Regions from separate parts of the Mus musculus genome. Here regions 1 and 3 are each linked to region 2. The links are chromatin contacts, called in public Hi-C and promoter capture Hi-C maps. All regions are on one chromosome and are shown on one strand. Each heading gives the region's core, a stretch centred on a gene start, on an enhancer-like site or on the middle of the called end of the contact. The rest is flanking DNA. Distances are from core to core; before and after follow the strand shown.

The links. Promoter capture Hi-C pulls out the DNA fragments that hold promoters and counts their contacts. Hi-C and Micro-C count contacts between places; a contact is called where the count stands out from the background.
Region 1: a contact with region 2 is called in a promoter capture Hi-C map of liver, with 2.2 times the contacts expected there. The contact joins the enhancer-like site here to the promoter of Gtf2f2 in region 2. A contact is called at or near these places in 2 of 39 promoter capture datasets (the 3T3-L1 cell line and liver), 1 of 484 Hi-C or Micro-C datasets (palatal mesenchyme) and 1 of 9 other capture datasets (adipose tissue).
Region 3: a Hi-C map of embryonic stem cells shows a contact between it and region 2, with 1.9 times the contacts expected there. The contact joins the enhancer-like site here to the promoter of Gtf2f2 in region 2. A contact is called at or near these places in 5 of 39 promoter capture datasets (the 3T3-L1 cell line, 3T3-L1-derived adipocytes, cranial neural crest and 2 more), 2 of 484 Hi-C or Micro-C datasets (embryonic stem cells and palatal mesenchyme) and 1 of 9 other capture datasets (adipose tissue).

The regions. Positions count from the first base shown.
Region 1 is chr14:76,481,901-76,485,447 of GRCm38.p6, forward strand. The region is part of intron 1 of Tsc22d1 (TSC22 domain family, member 1); the gene reads left to right. Among named protein-coding and RNA genes, the nearest start is that of 4930444M15Rik, 37 kb to the right of the region's middle. Within about 2 kb of position 2,016, at least 10 of the 459 cell types and tissues checked have an H3K27ac peak or open chromatin away from gene starts, as enhancers often do. A contact at or near this core is called in liver, where this site is marked.
Region 2 is chr14:76,009,543-76,012,768 of GRCm38.p6, forward strand. It overlaps Gtf2f2 (general transcription factor IIF, polypeptide 2), which reads right to left and starts at 1,323. Exons shown (of 8, transcript NM_026816.3): 1 at 1,138-1,323. The coding sequence starts at 1,203. It overlaps Gm36429 (a long non-coding RNA gene), which reads left to right and starts at 1,204. Exons shown (of 2, transcript XR_383601.2): 1 at 1,204-1,541; 2 at 2,368-2,570.
Region 3 is chr14:76,459,599-76,462,922 of GRCm38.p6, forward strand. All of the region lies in intron 1 of Tsc22d1 (TSC22 domain family, member 1), which reads left to right. Among named protein-coding and RNA genes, the nearest start is that of Tsc22d1, 45 kb to the left of the region's middle. Within about 2 kb of position 1,718, at least 7 of the 459 cell types and tissues checked have an H3K27ac peak or open chromatin away from gene starts, as enhancers often do. A contact at or near this core is called in embryonic stem cells, where this site is marked.

The DNA.
Region 1 (3,547 bases), core at 766-3,265, 470 kb after region 2:
TGAGTCCCAGGCTTCAGACTGGAAGGCTGCCCTGTAGGTGTCCACAGTCGCTCGAGGGCTTGCAGCAAAGCAGGCTGCAGGGATACATAGGCCTGCGTTCCCCTGCATCCCCCTAGAGCACGGGGTAACGCTGATCTAGAAGCCTTGCTGTATAAGGCTGTGGCAGGGTGGTGGCAGGGCTTGCCAGGCGAGGTTAAGGAAAAGAATGTTAAGTAGAATTTATTATTATTTGGGGTGAGTCAGGAACAGAACACTTAAGCAGAAGCCAGTTTTGTGATTGTATCCTTCGATGTATAGAAATCTTTTAATTAATTTCATACATGTACTGAGGAAACTGGATTGCTTTCAGTACTAACCAAATTCTCTCCAGAAAGTCCTTGCCTATTCTCGTATCTAGAGCTGTGTTCCCTGTGGTTTTGTGTAACAGAGTCAGTTTCGAGTCATACGTTACAGTCATTTATCAGTTTTGAATTGATGTGTGTGTGTGTGTGTGTGTGTGTGTGTGTGTGTATGAGTATGAGGAATGGGGGCGGGGGGAGGGAAAGGGGCTGGAGTTAGGGATTGGTTTAATTCTTTTTCATGTGGATATCCTATTTCTTCCTATTTCTTCCAGAATCTTCTATTAAAAGCTCTGTGTTTCCCCACTAGATGCTTCTGACAGCTTTGCCAACACTGGTTGGTTGTAGCTGCTGTCCCCTAAATGAGTGGCATTGTAACTGTGTCTTCAGCAGTTCATCCCATCTGTCTGTCAGGCCAGCTACTTCAGGGGGGTGGGGAGCATGGGAAGGCGGGTGGGCCACTGTGGCACTGCTCTGGTCAGAAGCAATACCGTGTAGCGTGCTGTGATGGTGGAGAAGGAAGGCATTCTGTCAGTCCTCCGGTGGTGGTTTTGGCAAAAGCGTCACATTCAGGAATGGCAAATGGCATAAGCAGAGTAGATCTCTACTCCAGCAAGGACAAGGTGTTTTCCTTCCCGTGGAGGAAGCCATCCAGTGTGGTCCTTCACTGATTTGCCTTTGTTGATCTCTGTATTCCCTAGAAGGAAGCCACTGTGGTCATGGTAGCTGTGATCTTACTGTTTCCTGAAAATTGGTTTGCAAGTACTTATTGAAATTTTGTGTGTGCTATTGTTCATCTGGATTCTTGATGTGTGTCTGTGTGGTGTGTGTATGGTGTGTGTGTGTGTGTCTGTCTGTGGTGTGTGTGTGGGGGGGTTGCTTGAGCGCATAATCGAGCATCTATGTGTGTCCCCATCCTTATCTGGTTTTGATAGCACAATAGTAGTGGCTTCCTAGAAGCGGCTTTGGTAGAGTTCCCTGTAATGTAGTGAAGTCCTCAGGCCCCCTTCAGGTCAAGGGACTTTGCCCTAATGGAATTGTTTGCAGACCCTCAGTTAGCTCTCAGTTTATTAAAAGTGGTAAAAGCAGTGAGAGCCTCCAAGCCTGGACTGTCTTTCTGTTGCTCTTTCAGTATCATTGCTTGTTGCGGATCTGCTCAGCTTGCTGGTGCCCACTGACTTGAGTTTTTGGTCGGCGCTCTGTACTTCAGCATCTCCATTTCTTCCATAAATTTGTTTGTTTGTTTGTTATAATTTTCAAAACACTAGTGCTCATTTGCATTCCATTTGAATTTACTGGAATTTGATCTCAGCTATTCATTTAGGTCTTTCTTTCCCTTGGTTAGTCAGGATAAAAGGTTGTTAATTTTATGTTTCTCAAAGAACCAACGTGTTCGCATTTCTTCAGGCTTCTGGCTCCATCGTTCTTTCTTTCTGTCCACAGCTTTGGGGTTGGACTTCTTCTTGTTTTCTAAGACCTGGAAGTCCATCATTAATTTATTGACTTGGGACCTCTCCAGTTATTTTTTTAATTTTATTTATTTATTTATTTATTTATTTATGTGTGTCTGTCTATGTGCGCATGCCACAGAACACACAGAGGTCAAAGGGTAACTTGCTGCAGTGCCCTCTGCCTTCTCCTTAGACCATGCCAGCTCTAGGGGACAAATTCAGGTCACCTGCCTGGCCAGCAAGTACCTTCACCTGCCTGCCAGCTCCCTGCCTCCACCCCTCCCCACCCCACCCCACCCCTCCCTCCACCTGATTTTTTTTTTTTTTAATGTAAGTACTTAGAACTATGACCTTTCATCTTGGAGCTGCCTCAGCTACAAGCCAGAGCTAAGTCATGCTTTCATTTTCACTTGATTATTAGAACCTCAAAATCTTCCTTTTGATTTAATGACTGTTCTAGACAATATTGTTCAATCTCCAAGTATTTGTGTGGCTATTGTGGTTTCTCTTACTGCTAAATCCAAGTCTTGTTCCACTGTGATCTGATTCGAGACAAGGAACCATTTCAGGGGAGTGTGTGTGTGTGTGTGTGTGGTGTGTGTGTGTGGGTGTGTGTGTGTGTGTGTGTGTTGTGTGTCTGTGTGTGGTGTGTGTCTGTGTGTGTGGTGTGTGTCTGTGGGGGGGGTGTGTGTGTGGTGTGTGTGTGTGTGTGTGGTGTGTGTGTGGTGTGTGTGTGTGGTGTGTGTGTGTGGTGTGTGTGTGTGGTGTGTGTGGTGTGTGTGTGTGTGTGTGTGGTGTGTGTGTGTGTGTGTGGTATGTATGTGTGTGTGGTGTGTGGTGTGTGTGTGTGTGTGTGTGGTGTGTGTGTGTGTGGTGTGGTGTGGTGTGGTGTGTGTGTGTGTGTGTGGTGTGTGTGTGTGTGTGTGTGTGTGTAGTCTCATTGTGACCTAAAATGTGATGCATTTTGGAGAAAGCTCCGGAACTACTGAGAAGAAGGTCTTCTGCAGCCTTGGGCGCAGTGTTCTGGTAAATACATCAGTGCTGTAGATCAACCCAAGTTTCTTCATTGGCTTTTAGTCTGGACGACTTCTTGATGAGAATGGGTTGTTCCTGTCGGAATCTATCTGCCCTTTATTTCTGTCCACTGGTGAATCTGCCTTCGTTACTTTTCTGATTTTGTCTAGACGTTTCCTTTCTAAGGTATCCAGCCTTGATGTGTATCTGTGTGGTGTGTGTATGGTGTGTGTGTGCGTGCGCTGGATTGCTTGCTAATTTAGGCTTCCATTTGCTTAGTAAACTGACTTCGTGCTTTCAGTCTTTGTCTAGGAGACCCTTTCCCGTGAGACAGCAGCTAGTTGGATTTTGTCCTTTCAACTAAGTTTCATCTTTCAATTTACATTTAGGAATGTTATTAGAGATGTTTGTTAATTCCTTTAATTTTTTTATTTAAACAATTTTTATTAGATATTTTCTTCATTTACAATTCAAATGCTATCCCGAAAGTCCCCTATACCCTCCCCCCGCCCTGCTCCCCACCCCACCCACTCCCACTTTCTGGCCCTGGCATTCCCCTGAACTGGGGCATATGATCTTTGCAAGACCAAGAGCCTCTTCTCCCAATAATGGCCGATTAGGCCATCTTCTGCTACATATGCAACTAGAGACATGAGCTCTGGGGGTACTGGATAGTTCATATTGCTGTTCCTCCTACAGGGTTGCAGACCCCTTCAGCTCCTTGGGTGCTTTCTCTAGCTCCTC
Region 2 (3,226 bases), core at 73-2,572:
TTTTCTTTTTGGTTTTTCGAGACAGGGTTTCTCTGTATAGCTCTGGCTGTCCTGGAACTCACTCACCTGCCTCTCCCTCCCGAGTGCTGGAATTAAAGGCGTGTGCCTTTTCAATTTCTTATATTCATCACATATTGGAAAAGTAATATGTGCCAAACACTAATCAAAGTGCAAAGAAAGTGACTTGGGGGTAGGGGCATCAACAATAGATACAGACAGGTACAAAGGAGCACTAGAAACTGTTCAGGGGTTTGAAGAACTTAACATAGTCTGCTGTGCTGGCAAACGACGAGAGCTGTTTCAGAGAAAAGGACAGGAAGAAACACTTTGTCTTGATGAGAACTCAGCCATGGACTTAAAACACTCATTACAAAGATAAACCATTTAAAAAACAAGTTTGGGAAACTTTCATGATCCCATTTAAATATGGTTTTTCAGAATGAGATTCCCCACAGAGCCTCCCACCCCATATAAAAAAAAGTGACCCGAATAGATGGCGACCACTGGGGCAAACGAGGTCTGCCGCATGACCACTTAAAACATTTACTGCTGGTTGGTTTCATGAATCCTAAACTCGCTCTTTAAAAACACGAAGTCAACAACTTCTCTTTGAATTCAGAACTTCTAGGTCTTTCGAAGGCTCCAATTGAATTACCAACCCAGGCAACACTAGCCGTGTAAAGCGACAGGAGTCTACATGGCGAGTTCCAGGCTAGCCAAGTCTACACAGAGAGATTGTTTCAAAACAACAGAGTACACAGGGACCAGCTCCACTTTGTGGTCCAGAAAACTGTACGGAATATCTATTCAAGTAATTTATACACGTTCATAACTAAAGTTAACCTTACCAAAAAGAAAACCGCAAGGACTTTTCCGACCTGGGGTAAATGTACTGCCCACTCGGGGACCACCGGGTCAGGACTCCAGGAAGGCCAGGTCTTGGCGGTAAAGAGAGTTAGTTCCATGGTGGGCGGATGAAATTGAGAGACGGCCTGAAAGACGCCCTGTGTCCCCTAAAGTAACTTCTCCAACCTGCAAACGGACGCAACAGCGACCCGCTTCTCAGAACAGCGGTGGCCCGAGCAAGACGGACCCAGAACTTTCGGAAGCGCCCCGCGGGGCTCGCGTCTCACTCACCTTGACCAGCCACACGCCGGTGTTCTGTTTGGCGCCCGTCAGATCGAGTTCCCCGCGCTCCGCCATGAGCTTGTCGCGTGAGGAGGCGTGCAGTGCGCGCACAAGCAGTGGTCCCGGCGCTGAAAGGCAGAGAGCGACAGTCCAGAGCCGGCCAAGGGAGTAAGTAGACCGCGAAAAGCCGGCGTCGCACACAGCCCGGGAACCAGGAACTTAGATGAGAAGAACACGCCGCCGAATGAAGAACTGCGCCTGCGCACGACTACGTCAGGACAGCGCGCCGAGAGGGACAAACTTCCTGCTCCGGCAATTTCCTAGATGGGCGTGACTCCCGGCAACGTGCAATCTTGGGATTCGAGTGCTGGGAAAGGAAGAGCCTAATCCTGAACCGTGCGTTTACAGCAAAGGTGACAAAGTGGAAAGATTAAGGTTTAGACAGACAAAAGCTGTGTGTATTTATACCCAACCCTAGATAAAGAAGCTAGGCATTTTAAGGACAGACTTGGGGGTAAAAAAAGTCACTTTCTTGGCCCAATTAACATTGGCACAAGTGGGCACTAGAGTACAAGTGAGTATGCTGGACACATGCCTTTTCGAGGCATAAAAATCAATTCACACCGTGCAAGCAGCATACACTCTTTCAGACGCCGAAACCTGAATGCCATCTAATTGAGTTGGTAAGACCCACCATGTAAGAAACAGATCTGATTATCCAACTGCCCTGCTTAAACAGTTTCCGGTTGCAGGATATTGGATCACATTATGAGCCCTGAGATTGTGAACTGGAAGAATCTGTTAATAACTGTGGCTCAGCCTTTGATCCTAGAACTTTCTGTTTACTGTAAACAAGTATAGGTAGCCTGGCTCACCCCTACCTAGCGCGCACATTAATCCAAGAGCTAAATAAAGTCAACCCTAGATCAGGCGGCAGAGCAAGTAGCCAGCTGACAAGAGAGTGAACATGAGCAAGAGAAAGGAGAGAGTTTGAGGTGAAGGGTATTTAAGAGTGCATGAAGGAGAAGGGGCTTTTCCTTCTGAGAAGTCGGTGGAGTGGGAAGGTCAGCTGAGTACTTTTTCTGCCTCTCAGAGTTAGCAGGCTTTCACCGCAGCTTCTAGCTCCTGAGTCTTCATTTGGTAATTTCCTCCCCCACTTGCCTTTGGAATGAAATTCTACCCTGTGCTTCAACTGAGTCCTTTGGGTTTGATCCTTCCTATACTCTCTGTTCCACACAGGATTCCACACCAAGCCCATCCACCTGCTTGAAGACTCCAGGACCTTCCTCTTACCATTTCAGAGCCTCTTTCAAACCAATTCCTGTGCCTTAGATGCCCTGCTTTCCCTGATCTTTACACTGGCCCTGTCCTTTGGCAAACTTCTACTTATAAACACAGACAAGTGGAAATGAAATAAAGACCACACAGAAAAGAGAGTCCCCCTAGATAAAGTTCTGTTTCCCCATATGATAGTGTGTGATGCTTAACGCTGTACCATGAGAGGCGTGTTTATCTTTGTTTTCTACACTACTGACTGAACTCCTAGACAAAAGTACTGTTTTTGCCCCAGATTTGCTGAAGCAGAATGGACAAATACAAAATAGTGTTTTATTCATTTTATATGCACAGCACCCAGCACAGTGTTTGACATACTGTGGGATGTCAGTAGGCTTTGGTTGAATGAACATTTGCTGAAGAGAAACAAGCAGTAAGGTATTGGAAGAATGGCAAGTAATTTATTGAATCACACACCAGAGCTATGCACAAAACTGCAGAGAGTCTATATCTGTGCAGCATAAGGGCTGGGAAAACTGTCAGGTCTCTGAGATCTGCTGGCAAAACTAATGTGATGGAAAAGACCAGGCACTCATTGGAAAGAAAAGTTGCATTCTCTTATAACAGCTTGGAAACAGGCCTAAAGTGTTAAAAGGTGAGCCTATGAGAAGTGCTTTAGTCTTGGTTCAAGTATATGTGAGAAGAACACAAAGGAGCCTGGCACACCCCAGGAATGGCTTTAAAGATAAAGTATTTACATTGAACATACACAGGTAAACCGTCCAACTTAACAAAGCTCATGGCTATAATGGCTCAGAGATAT
Region 3 (3,324 bases), core at 468-2,967, 450 kb after region 2:
TTAAGTCTCTAAATAGAAATGAAAGAAGGTGCTGGGCAGTGGTGGTGCACACCTTTAATCCCAGCACTTGGGAGGCAGAGGCAGGTGGATTTCAAGGACAGCCTGGTCTACAGAGAATCCCTGTCCCGAAAAAACAAAAATAAAAAAATAAATAGAAAAAAAGAAAGAAAGATTCCTAGAATCTAATGAGAAGAACAGTCTGTGGATTCATATTAAGCCCAGTTATTCCATTTTGACAGAGCCAGTTATTGTGTACAGGCAATTTTGTGTTTGTCTTAGGAGACATAACCTCACTTCACAGCCTAGGCTGGTCTTGAACTTAAGAGTCTCCTGCCTTAACCCCTTTTGTGCTGGAATGACAGGTGTGTGCCACCACATTAGGTTTTCGGGGACTTCAAACTTTTTTTTTTCTTTAAACTTGTCACTGATACTCCATTTGTGCCATTGGGCTGGAAGAAAGGAGCTTGGGTTTCATGGATCAAGGATGGTGCTGCCTACGATTCCAGTTTTCAAAGTGTTTTTAGTAATGTTTAATGAGAAGGGAGTATTTTCTTAAAGTAACTATGGTTTTCATCATGTTCCTGAACTTGAGGTTTTTTGGAGCACAGGTTAATAGTGAAAACGATCCATAAATCAGACTTAATACATAGGCAGACAATCTTATCACGTGCTGTACACACACACACACACACACACACACACACACACACACACACAAACAAACACGTGTGTGCAAATCCTAAGTCAGAGAGGGTGTGATGGATCTGACAGCTGCCATGGTCAGTTGCTTTTTATAGCTTGATTGGCATGGGAGAGCTGAGAAATGAGGGGGTGGCCGGAAGAAGAGGGGCGTGGCACCCAACAGTGAAGACTTGGGGAGAGGCTCCAGCCCCTTTCTCCCTTCATCCTCCATGGTGCAGTGTGAGATGGAGTGTTTCGTTTTCTGCTTTGAGATGCTCCCGTTGATAGTAGTGTTGCTGAATCTAAGACATAAAAAGAGAAACGAGGAGCGGATCCTGGGCGAGCCTGGCTTTGAGGGAGGAAGCTGCCCGCTCCTCTGCCAAATTCTTTCCTATTGGATTTTGGACCGGGGCTTTTCTAAGGTGGCACACTGAGTTTTTCCACAAATAGAAGTCAAATAGTATTTCACTTGGGACGTTTGCTTCTTGTGACAAGGAAGAATATCGTTTATTTGATATAATGCAGCCACTGAGTGTACTTCGAAAGTAGCCTAGCTGTGTTTGCGATTGGATGCTCGTCTGGCTGCCGTGTAAATAGTGCCTGTCACCCTCCTGGTACATGCCTGTGTGAGCCTCAGGTCCTCAGGAACACTTTGGACATTAAGAGACCTTTTAAAGTCAGACAAGGAGAATGAAGAAAAACTGTAGCAGAGAGCTGGTAGTGTTGACCTATTCTAGTGCCCTCCAAGATTCTCAGGCGTAGTAATGATGTTCAGCATGAAACTGGCTTTGTTTGTAATTTAATTTTTTTTTAGCAGTATAAATATCAAAAATCTGCAGACCGAGTAAACATATCACTTCAGGGACATTGCATTCTAGCTAACATGTTTAAAAACCTGCTTTTAGGGTGTGAGCCCCCTCCCCACCCCCATTGTTTGAATCAGCCTCAGTTTCTGTTGCAGCCATTCACTTGAAAAGCTGTTGTAGAGCAAGCGCGTGAGAAGACATTTGCCTGCTGCGTGTTCTTGTGGATGCTTTCTGTACACGATGGCAACCATCAGACTACACGTCATCGTGCCTGTCCTGTTCTCCACTGCAGCCTTTCCAGACAGCAAACAGCTTCTTAGTTTTTGTTGTGCAGCCCAGGCTGGCCTCCTGTCTGTCCTGTTCTGGATCTCCTAGGATGTCACCACAGCTGGCTCGTCCTGTCCCTTGACAGTCCCTTTGTTCCTTAGTTACCCTTTCATATTTAGGCCTTTTCTACTACAAATGGAATTCTGTAAAGAGTGACTTTGCACCTGCCCTTTCCTAAGTGCATTTGCATTTGTGTGAGTTAAATGCCCAGTGGAGTCCCCCCCCCCCCCCTAGTTCCTTGTGTAGCCCTGGCTCTCCTGGAACTCACTCAGTTGACCTCACCTCACAGAAATCCACCTGCCTCTGCCTCCCGACTGCTGGGATTAAAGGCGTGCGCCACCACCACCACCCAGCCTGAGAGTTGTAGTTTACTTAGACACAATGCATGAGAATCTGTTTTCTTACTGCTGTGTTTTTGCACGACTGGACCTGAGCGATTCAGAATCGCTGCACAGAGCGATTCTGACTCACATGCTCTTTGCTAAAGTTCTCTTTATATGTGTATTTTATTTGTACGCTGCCAGGATTTTTTTGTTGGTGTTGGACTTTTATACATGATATGAAAAGTAGTAAATATTTCTCCCTGTTTGACAGTTGGCTGTTGTAAGTTTGTTTATGGTGGGTCCTGTGTTTAGCTCATGCAGAGGTTATGTCTTTTTTTTTTATATAGTAAAATTTTTCAAAGTTCTCCTCCATAATTGGAGCTCAGAGTCAAGACTTACTCAAGGATAAAAGAAAATTATCCTTTTTTTTTTTTTTTTTTGGCCCACTTGGGGGCCAAATTGTCTGTCAGTTTCTGTCTCTCTTTTCCTGTGTCTCTGTCTGACTCTGTGTCTGTTTACTTTTCTGGCTCCCAGTTGTTCTAACAGCCTTTAGTGAATAATTTATACTTTTCCTTCGATGGTCAGATCATGTTCAGAGTGCTAACCATGGAACTGCCCGTCAGGTCAACAGAATGCATTGTAGCCAGAATGTCCCTCAAGAGCCCGACTGTAAGAACCGTAGACCTAGTGAGTCACGCTCTTCCTTCATGAGTTACACTGGCTTTCCTACCACACTGCTGGGAGCTGCTTCTTGGTACCTGCAGGAGCCGTCTAGCAGCCTGATCTCTCACAAAGGCCTTTTCTAGCAAACTGCCAAGCAGAGGCTCGGGTAGAAGAGGTGGGACGGCTTTCCACGGGCTGCTTCATGGCCCTGGTTGACTCGTGGGGACTGGAATTGAGTCTCCGGTAATAGTTTCTGTCAGGCACTGTTTCTAGTGGTTTACACAAGTTCAGGATCAAAAGGAGAATGACTAAGGAAGCAAGCGTGGCTTATGAGATGGACAAGCGACAAGGCCTATGAGACAGCCTCTCTTCCAGTTAGTATGTTCCTAATGATTACCTCTAGGTTTTGACCCGTGAAGACCTCTTTCACGCATCACAACAGTTGCAGGTCTCTGTGTTCCATATAGCGACTAAAAGGTATATGGCAAACATTTTTAGCAGTGAGATTTTAGTTGACAGACACA